Linked DNA regions of Drosophila melanogaster: region 1 is linked to region 2. The links are chromatin contacts, called in public Hi-C maps. All regions are on one chromosome and are shown on one strand. The core of a region is the stretch at or near the end of the contact, and the rest is flanking DNA. Distances in the headings are between cores, read along the strand shown. Region 1 holds the start of RpL10 (Ribosomal protein L10). Region 2 holds the start of CG14561.

What was found. Hi-C and Micro-C count contacts between places; a contact is called where the count stands out from the background.
Region 1: a contact with region 2 is called in a Hi-C map of the Kc167 cell line, with 2.9 times the contacts expected there. A contact is called at or near these places in 3 of 107 Hi-C or Micro-C datasets (the Kc167 cell line, the S2 cell line and eye imaginal disc).

Annotation. Positions count from the first base shown.
Region 1 is chr3L:23,093,752-23,097,427 of dm6, reverse strand. RpL10 (Ribosomal protein L10) reads left to right here and starts at 1,957. Exons shown (of 5, transcript NM_001275304.1): 1 at 1,957-1,991; 2 at 2,123-2,153; 3 at 2,217-2,522; 4 at 2,582-2,744; 5 at 3,550-3,676. The coding sequence starts at 2,131. CkIIalpha (casein kinase IIalpha) reads right to left here and starts at 356. Exons shown (of 4, transcript NM_001300224.1): 1 at 1-356.
Region 2 is chr3L:22,063,376-22,067,682 of dm6, reverse strand. CG14561 reads right to left here and starts at 1,776. Exons shown (of 1, transcript NM_001275272.1): 1 at 467-1,776. The coding sequence starts at 1,550. The coding sequence ends at 966. Oct-TyrR (Octopamine-Tyramine receptor) reads right to left here. Exons shown (of 4, transcript NM_079695.4): 4 at 2,404-4,001. The coding sequence ends at 3,609. It overlaps CG7139, which reads left to right. Exons shown (of 5, transcript NM_141121.4): 5 at 1-413.

The DNA.
Region 1 (3,676 bases), core at 708-3,207, 1.0 Mb before region 2:
TTGTGAGTACGGTTAGTTTAAATTCTTCGTGTCCTTTTTACTATGGCGATCAAAAATATTACTTCAGTGAAAGAAAATGTACATACAGTTTGTCAAGAAATTGTTTGCACAATGAAAATAAATTGTATATTTGACTTTCAATGCAAAAATATAAAGGCCTTTTATTAAAAGGCATGAATTTATTTTTATTGATAACTATTTATTTATATGTTTTTTATCAATATGTGAAAAAAAAATAACAAAACTATTGACAATGAACAAGAAAAACAACTGAAACCAAGTTTGCATAGATTTGACACTGTCAAGGAATTCTTTTGTTTTCAATTTTGCTCCTATTCCGAGAAATTTCGATAACTAAACGGTACAGAATCGTCATTTACATATTTCTTTATACTCGTTGCATTTGGTTGAGAAAGTGAAGTGATCTTTGCTCCAGTTAGTTTTGAGAAATTTAGAAATGCCTGGCAGAAGATTGAGTTTATAATCACCATTTGGGAAAATCTGTCACGGAATTGTCAGAAATGTTTTCTGCATCGCGGGGAACAATTTATAACGTAATTAATCGCACAAAAACGAGGGCAGATTGGAATCAAAATGTGGAACAGGACGTAAAAATAAAATTTCCAACCGTTCAAACCGAGTTACTATGCGAAAAATTTATGAAAATCCGCAAATATCTTTAAGAACTGTTGCTAATTAGCTTAAGGAGGGCTGCGATCTGGATGTGTGACACGAAACAGTGCGCCAAGCCATACTCCGTCATAAGTACCACTCACGGGTAGCAAGAAAAAAACCGATGCTGCCGACAATTAACATCGAAAAGCGGCTTACTTTCGCTATCGAAATGCAACATCAGCCAGAAGATTACTGGAATAACGTAATTTTCTGCGACGAAACCAAGATGATGTGTTATACGACGATGGACCCAACAGAATGTGGCGTAAGGCGCTAACTGCGCTGGAGAACCGCAACCGTCAAGTTTAGCAAAATGTCGGTTATGATTTGGGTATGCATCTAGTCGAGGAGTTCGAGATTTGGCATTCATATTGATCACAATGAAAGCAGAGCATTATTTAAACATTTGAAATGCAATCTGACATCCAGCGCCATTTGGTTTTTATAAGAACAATAGACCTGATTTCAAATTCACAAAGTGAATTAGTCGATAGGCCAATTGGAAGAGACTACTATTACTGTCTGTTTTCTGTCTGTCTGTAAATTACAGAAAAATTAATAAAAAATCTTTGATATCCAATTCTGTAAGCTGCCTTCGAAATGTTCAGTTAAAAGACTAGACCATTCCAGCCTTTTGCCGATTATGTTACTACGTAAAATATCTGGTGTGCCTCAGAAAATACTCTCATTCCTACTTTGGATATCCAAAACGAGATTGGCCACCTAGTCTGATTCGGATTATCTGAGTTTGGGTCTATAATAAATGAAGCAATACAATTGTAAGCTCAATGTTTCTGCTGCTTATAACATATAAATCTTTGTAACTTTATTCTAGGATAGTAACAACTCTTAGCGGTCCGTTCGAAATGACTGCTGAAAATGGCTAAAATACAAAACCATGAAGTGTAATATATATAATGTGAATTTTTGTAAATGTTACTGTTATATTTATCTGCCCGAATACCAATGACTTAGTTATGATAAGCACAAATCTGGGTTGAAAAACATAAGGTGTGCTTATGGTTGAGGTAAGATTCTAATTTACTTATTTAGTTGTAGTTTTTTAGCTTTGACGTTTAATCGCCAAAAATATTTTTTATTCCAATAAAAATGTATCGAAGAACACGAACACATACATATTTTACAGTATGTAGATTTTAGTGAGAACAACATATAAAGCAATTCAGTTTTGATTTCAAATTGTTTCAAAACAAAGGAAAACACTTATCTCAAGTACATGATTATCGGTTTGCGACGAAACCTTTTGTGCTTCCGGTGTTCGTGTCTTCCTTTTCTCGTGTGCTTCGTTGGAAGAGGTTAGTGAGCGGTAAATGATCTTTGGAAATCTAATATGTTTCATGTTTATAGAAGTTTATATTATCTTACCAAGTTTCTGTTTTGTGCTGTGATGTTAGCATATATTTTATTTATTTGTTTTATTTTTCAGGAGTCGAAATGGGCCGACGACCAGCTAGATGGTAAGCAAATCAGTAATTTTGTATGAACTGTCCGTTTAGTAAAACTCTTATTTCATCCTCCAGCTACCGCTATTGCAAAAATAAGCCGTACCCTAAATCTCGGTTTTGCCGTGGTGTCCCTGATCCAAAAATTCGTATATTTGATTTGGGAAGAAAAAAAGCTACAGTTGAGGATTTTCCCCTGTGTGTTCATTTGGTTTCTGATGAATACGAACAGCTGAGTAGTGAAGCTTTGGAAGCTGGACGCATTTGTTGCAACAAGTACTTGGTGAAGTACTGCGGTAAGGACCAGTTCCACATCAGAATGCGCCTGCATCCATTCCACGTCATTCGCATCAACAAAATGTTGTCGTGCGCTGGAGCTGATAGGTAAATAATATTTCATATCTGTGTTAACTACTGTATTCTTATGACCTCTTTTGCACTAGGCTTCAAACTGGAATGCGAGGAGCGTTTGGAAAACCGCAGGGCACGGTTGCTCGAGTTCGTATTGGTCAACCCATTATGTCTGTCCGCTCTAGCGATCGTTACAAGGCTCAAGTTATTGAAGCTTTGCGGCGTGCTAAGTTTAAGTTCCCTGGACGTCAAAAGGCAAGTATAGCGAGTCACTTACAATAGTATTTAACCCAATAGTATATTAACCCATTTTTTCAAACATCGAAGTCTGAACAAACCACATGGAAAATTAGTAATCGCTTTTATTTCATGTCATGGGCGAGGCTATTCTAATATCGCCACAGTTAATTTGTTGGGAATGAGCTAAAAATAATATTACTAGCGAACCTAAATCAATATCTAAAGAACTTTAAAATAGTATTATAAATTATTTATAACTATATACCTCATTTAAAAGAAAAAAGTGTTGAATCTTAAACTTCTTATTTTCGTTCAAATTGGTGACAAGATTTTGGGTAACACGTCGAAATCGGCGTTAACTAAGGCAAAGATTTTATGATTGCTAGTGTAACCCGCAAGACCCTCGACAAAAATTTAATGCATTTCGCTAGGGATAAAAAGGAGAAATGTGGAATCTTCCGCGCTTGTCGAGCATACGCTTAGGTCTTTGTTGCAAGCTGATAACCACTCGATACTTCCTACTATTTTTCTTAACTTAATTATTTCCGTTTCCGCTAAACTCTCCTAGTAGGTATAAAAAAAGCATTAAAGGATGTTTATTCTTTAGTCCGTTAGCGGTCATTTGGTAAGACTACGACTATGGTTCGTGCAGGTAAAGAATTTTGAAGACGGTTTTGGAAAATCGTATTTTGGTCCATTAGGTACATTTGTTTAAATTTTTAAGCTTCGGTGCGCACGAACTTAAGATGGTTTACAGAAATTACGAAAAACTAAGAAAACAGATTTTGTAAAACAATGTTTTTCTTAAATATATTTTTAGATCTATGTTTCAAAGAAGTGGGGATTCACCAAATACGAACGTGAGCGTTATGAAGAACTTCGCGATGACAACCGCCTTGAGCCTGATGGTTGCAATGTGAAATACCGCCCAGAGCATGGCCCGATTG
Region 2 (4,307 bases), core at 527-3,026:
TGCCTACAAAATTGTAAAGTTAAGTAATCATTTTCCCCTGTCCTGGTCGCTGTTTTACTTTCGAATGTGTTCTATAACCTATGAAACATTCCCGATTTTATTACTCTATATTACTTTCAATGCTCGTCCCAATTATTTTTAAGTTTGAATAATGCTTCCAGCGTAGAGTTTGTGTACGACGCGAATTCGCAATGCGACTCAGGAAAGTAGTGATTTAGTATCTTCCAATAATATACCTAATCACAGAATTACTTATTTTTATACTAGTTTACTCAATGTACTACCTAGGTACAATAGGATTAGTGTAAAAATAGTAGTCCTAAGGTACACGAGGTCCAAAAATTACCATTACATTTCAGATTAATAAGCAAATATTGACATTTTCTTTATAAATAAATCGAAACGTGAGAAGGATATTATTCAGACAAGTTTTTAAACGAACATCGTAGTACGATATTTTATTTTTCAAACTGTTACATCGAACATTCTACAATATGTTGTAAACATACTGGCTTCGAAAATCAATTTGTACTACAAATTACGTAGTAGCAATGTATGCCTAGATCCGTCAATTAGCCATCGAACTTTCCAGTGTTTACAATAGTGGTTGGTTTAGTTCTAGGTACCGCTGATCAGTCTGTTCTATGAGCAATATAAACCTTCCTTCTGCCTACCTGGACCATCTGCCCGGCAGGGAAGAGCATAACCTTGGTTTAATGTTTGAAACATGGAAAGACGACAATCTTTATTTACCACTACAAAATCTTTTAGCCTGACATCGGAAAACGCGTGACACGAAGCTTAGGTAAACTGAAGGATCAGCCGAGGATACACATCTGGGTGTACACCTGCTGACCGCTGGGTGTGAACAATACATTCAGGTAAATGGTAACTTATTCTAGAACATCGATGGCAGTCTGAGCGAGGGCTCCATGGCTTTGGTTGGGAAGGCTGGACTGCGGTCACTAGGTGGGGTCCTTGAGTGGCGAGGGTAAATGCGGGTCAGAGACTCGCGCTCCCGGCGACTGGTTCTCCTTGCCGCCGTGCAGCCGGTTGGCCATCAGCTCGATGAGATTTGCACGTCCGCGCTTGGGCGTAAATCGGGAATTGCCCGAGCTGGAAGCTTTATCGCGGGGCGGGGTGCTCAGGAAAACGCCCTCGAAGATCGTCTCCAAGCTGTTGGAGTCGTCGGCGTCATTGGGCGGGCTGATCTGGGCGTTTATCTCGTGTAGGGCAACGTACTGAGGATCGTTCTGGGGTTCCTCTTCCGGAAGGAGATGCTGCCTCTGCGGCTGCTTGGGCGTCTCGATGTCCGACAGATCGAGATCGTCGATGGGCGACGGGGTGCGTCCATGCGGCGAGAAGGCGCGGATCTCGAAGGCCGGCAGCTCGTCGCAGCCGCCATCCGGTATTTGCTCCTCGCGCTCGAATGCCAGCGAGAGGTCACTCTCGCTCTCCATATCCACGGAGGACATCGAGCACTGCAGGCGGAAGGAGCCGTTCAGCTGGTCTCCCTCCTCACACGTATTCACCGCTTCCGAGGTCTCCATTGGTCTGGCTGGTCTTTCAAGTGCGTCGCTGGCTTATATTCATTACAGGGATGCGCTCTGCGAAGGGATGCGGTCTGCTTGTCTGTGAACGCGTCTCGCTTCGCGGAAATCCGCGCTCTCAGGTAACCAATGTTTAGGATCTTGCCCTGTGCAGCAGACAATTTTAAATTTTAAATCCCAACAATTTACAAGCCGTCACTTTGCTAGTGGTGAGACAATTGAGCTACCTGAAACAAACCGGCGTTCCCTGCGAATGGCTATCGAACGCAGCCGATAGTTGCGGGTAAACAGCTTGTAACCAAAGACCCCTTAGAATAATTCTAGTGTTATTCTAGTGTCTTTGTTGTAACGATATGCCATGCCGCGTACTTTGCAGTCAGGCGAAGAGATAATGTAAATATGAAAAATTATTGTACTTTAAAGTGCACTGATGCACTGATTCATTTTATGTATTACAGGTTCTTCCAACCGTGTCAATAAAATTTAAAAACCAACTTATTCGTTTTCTGTTTGTTTTCATTTGGGCCAAAGGGAAACTATTCTGCTAAAATAATCAAACGAATTTAATTATTTTCTGTACTGGCAGCAATGAGAATGTCCAATAGCTCGAAACCGTTTAGAGGAAGGAAGTTTTGAAAATTATTTAGTTAAAAATTATAAGCACAAGAAATACATTGTAACGAAGGATATATAATGTAAGTTATCAGAAGGTGTCGCTAAAACTACGGGTCTTGCTAGGTAATCATTTTTTCAGCTAGATCTTTTAAGAGGGAAAAAGTCTTTCGTTTTGAAACCTAATTAACTTACCCTTAAGAAGGTAGACCAATCTAGATAAATTCAAACGCTTTTTCTTATAACTTTAATTCGAATGTGTCTTTTATTTGTTTCATTTACGCTTTGCTCGCTCTTTCTCGTTAAACAATATAATTAGTGAAACTATCGTACATCGTCGTTAAAAGACATAAATTGTGATATACATTTACGATATAGCATGTACTTGAGTTAACACATCCATTGAATTACGTCCTTTCGCCAACTCTGTTGCATTTCGTAACGTGCAGTTAAACATTTATCTACCTTAAGTAAGTTTCGATGTGCTAGCTTTAAGCTGCCCACTCAACACAATAGTTGCTATGCCATAAAAACAATTAATCGTTAAATTATTTAACAAATAGTCCAAAGCGTATTTGAAAGTATACATTAGGTATAGTGGTTTATCGTTTACCTACAATTAAAGTACATATAAATACAAATCGTTAAAGTAATGCCTAGAAAACGTTTCTCTCTTGGAAGTTATTATTTAGCTTAGTAGTTGCTTACATATCTTGAGCGCAGATTTAATTTAACAAACACCTTTTTGGTTATCCATACGCTTAGGGTGAAACACGAAAGTTGCCACAATTCTTTGTGCCTAAACATTTAATTTAATTGTATTAAATTCAATTTGATGCTATTCTCGTTTGGGATGCCACTTAGCTGGAGTATAATGCATGTATAATTCTTTACCATGTAATTTTTATGATTTTCCTAGTAGCTGTGCCTTGAGGCAACATCCTCACTTTAATCGCAGCACAACCCATTTTAGTATGAGTATTGAACAATCTACGCTTAATGTGGTGGTACATCTCAATCGATTCCAAACAACAATATATTAAAAAAATGTTCAAAACTAAATGAAAGTATTTTAATTACGGCTAGAAATAATAACTTAGTTTGAAACTATATATACACTCGAGTCTCATCTTTGACTTTCCAATGTGGGGGCTTTTCACTTTGCCGAAACGTTAAACATTAAAAATTATATTCAATCTATTACACTTTACCAAATTCATCCACTTCTTCAAAATGAGTTCACCAAGAACGCATTTGAAAGTATATATGTGTTAGAGAAGTTGAACTCGGAAGTTCATCAACTGGGGGTCCAACTGTACATAGACTGAGATCTCCGCTGAACGCATACACGACCATTTAAGTTTGGCACAAACTTTGAGTTACGCTCTCCCGCTCGAACCATGATTGGCCCGGTTTATATCTTCCACCCGCCCCCGCCAGCCAGCCTCAATTCAGGCCCAGAAGTCGCTTGAAGGCCCGGCGGTAGTCCAGGTTGAAGATGGTGTAGATGACCGGATTCAGGCCCGAGTTGATGTAGCCCAGCCAGGTGATGAAGTTCTTGAACTTGTTCGTGGGGCAGCAGGTCTGGCAGAAGGGCAGAATGACGTACATGAGGAAGAAGGGCAGCCAGCAGATGACGAACACGCCCATGATGATGCCCAGGGTGCGAGCCGCTCGCCGCTCCTTGGAAAGCGAGATCTTCTGTTTCTCCTCAATGAACTGGTTAACCCCACTAGTCTTCTTCTGCAACGGAGTGACAGAAACGGCAGCGACTCCCGTCGAGGATTGCGGCGGGGTCAGCTTTAGGGACGTTTGCTCGTCCGCCTGAGTCACGCAGACCTGGAATCGAGGTGAGGAAAAGTTTAATTAATCAAGTGGCATGGAAAAAGCCATTTCTCCCATACAACTTATACAACTTATATCGCTTGTTCCATGTGGCTCTCTAAATAAAAGAGCACTTTAGATTTTTAATTTTTTTGTCGATTTCCCTGAATATTAGATACCCTAGCGTGGCAAATAGATAGAAATTTACAAGGCTTATAAAAATATGAAAAAATATCAAGACGTTTTTCAAAAGTTTGGGCGGGGCAGTTTTGTGCGGTTTGTGGGCGTGGCAACATGAGTCAAAGTTGCGCTGCGTCTTTG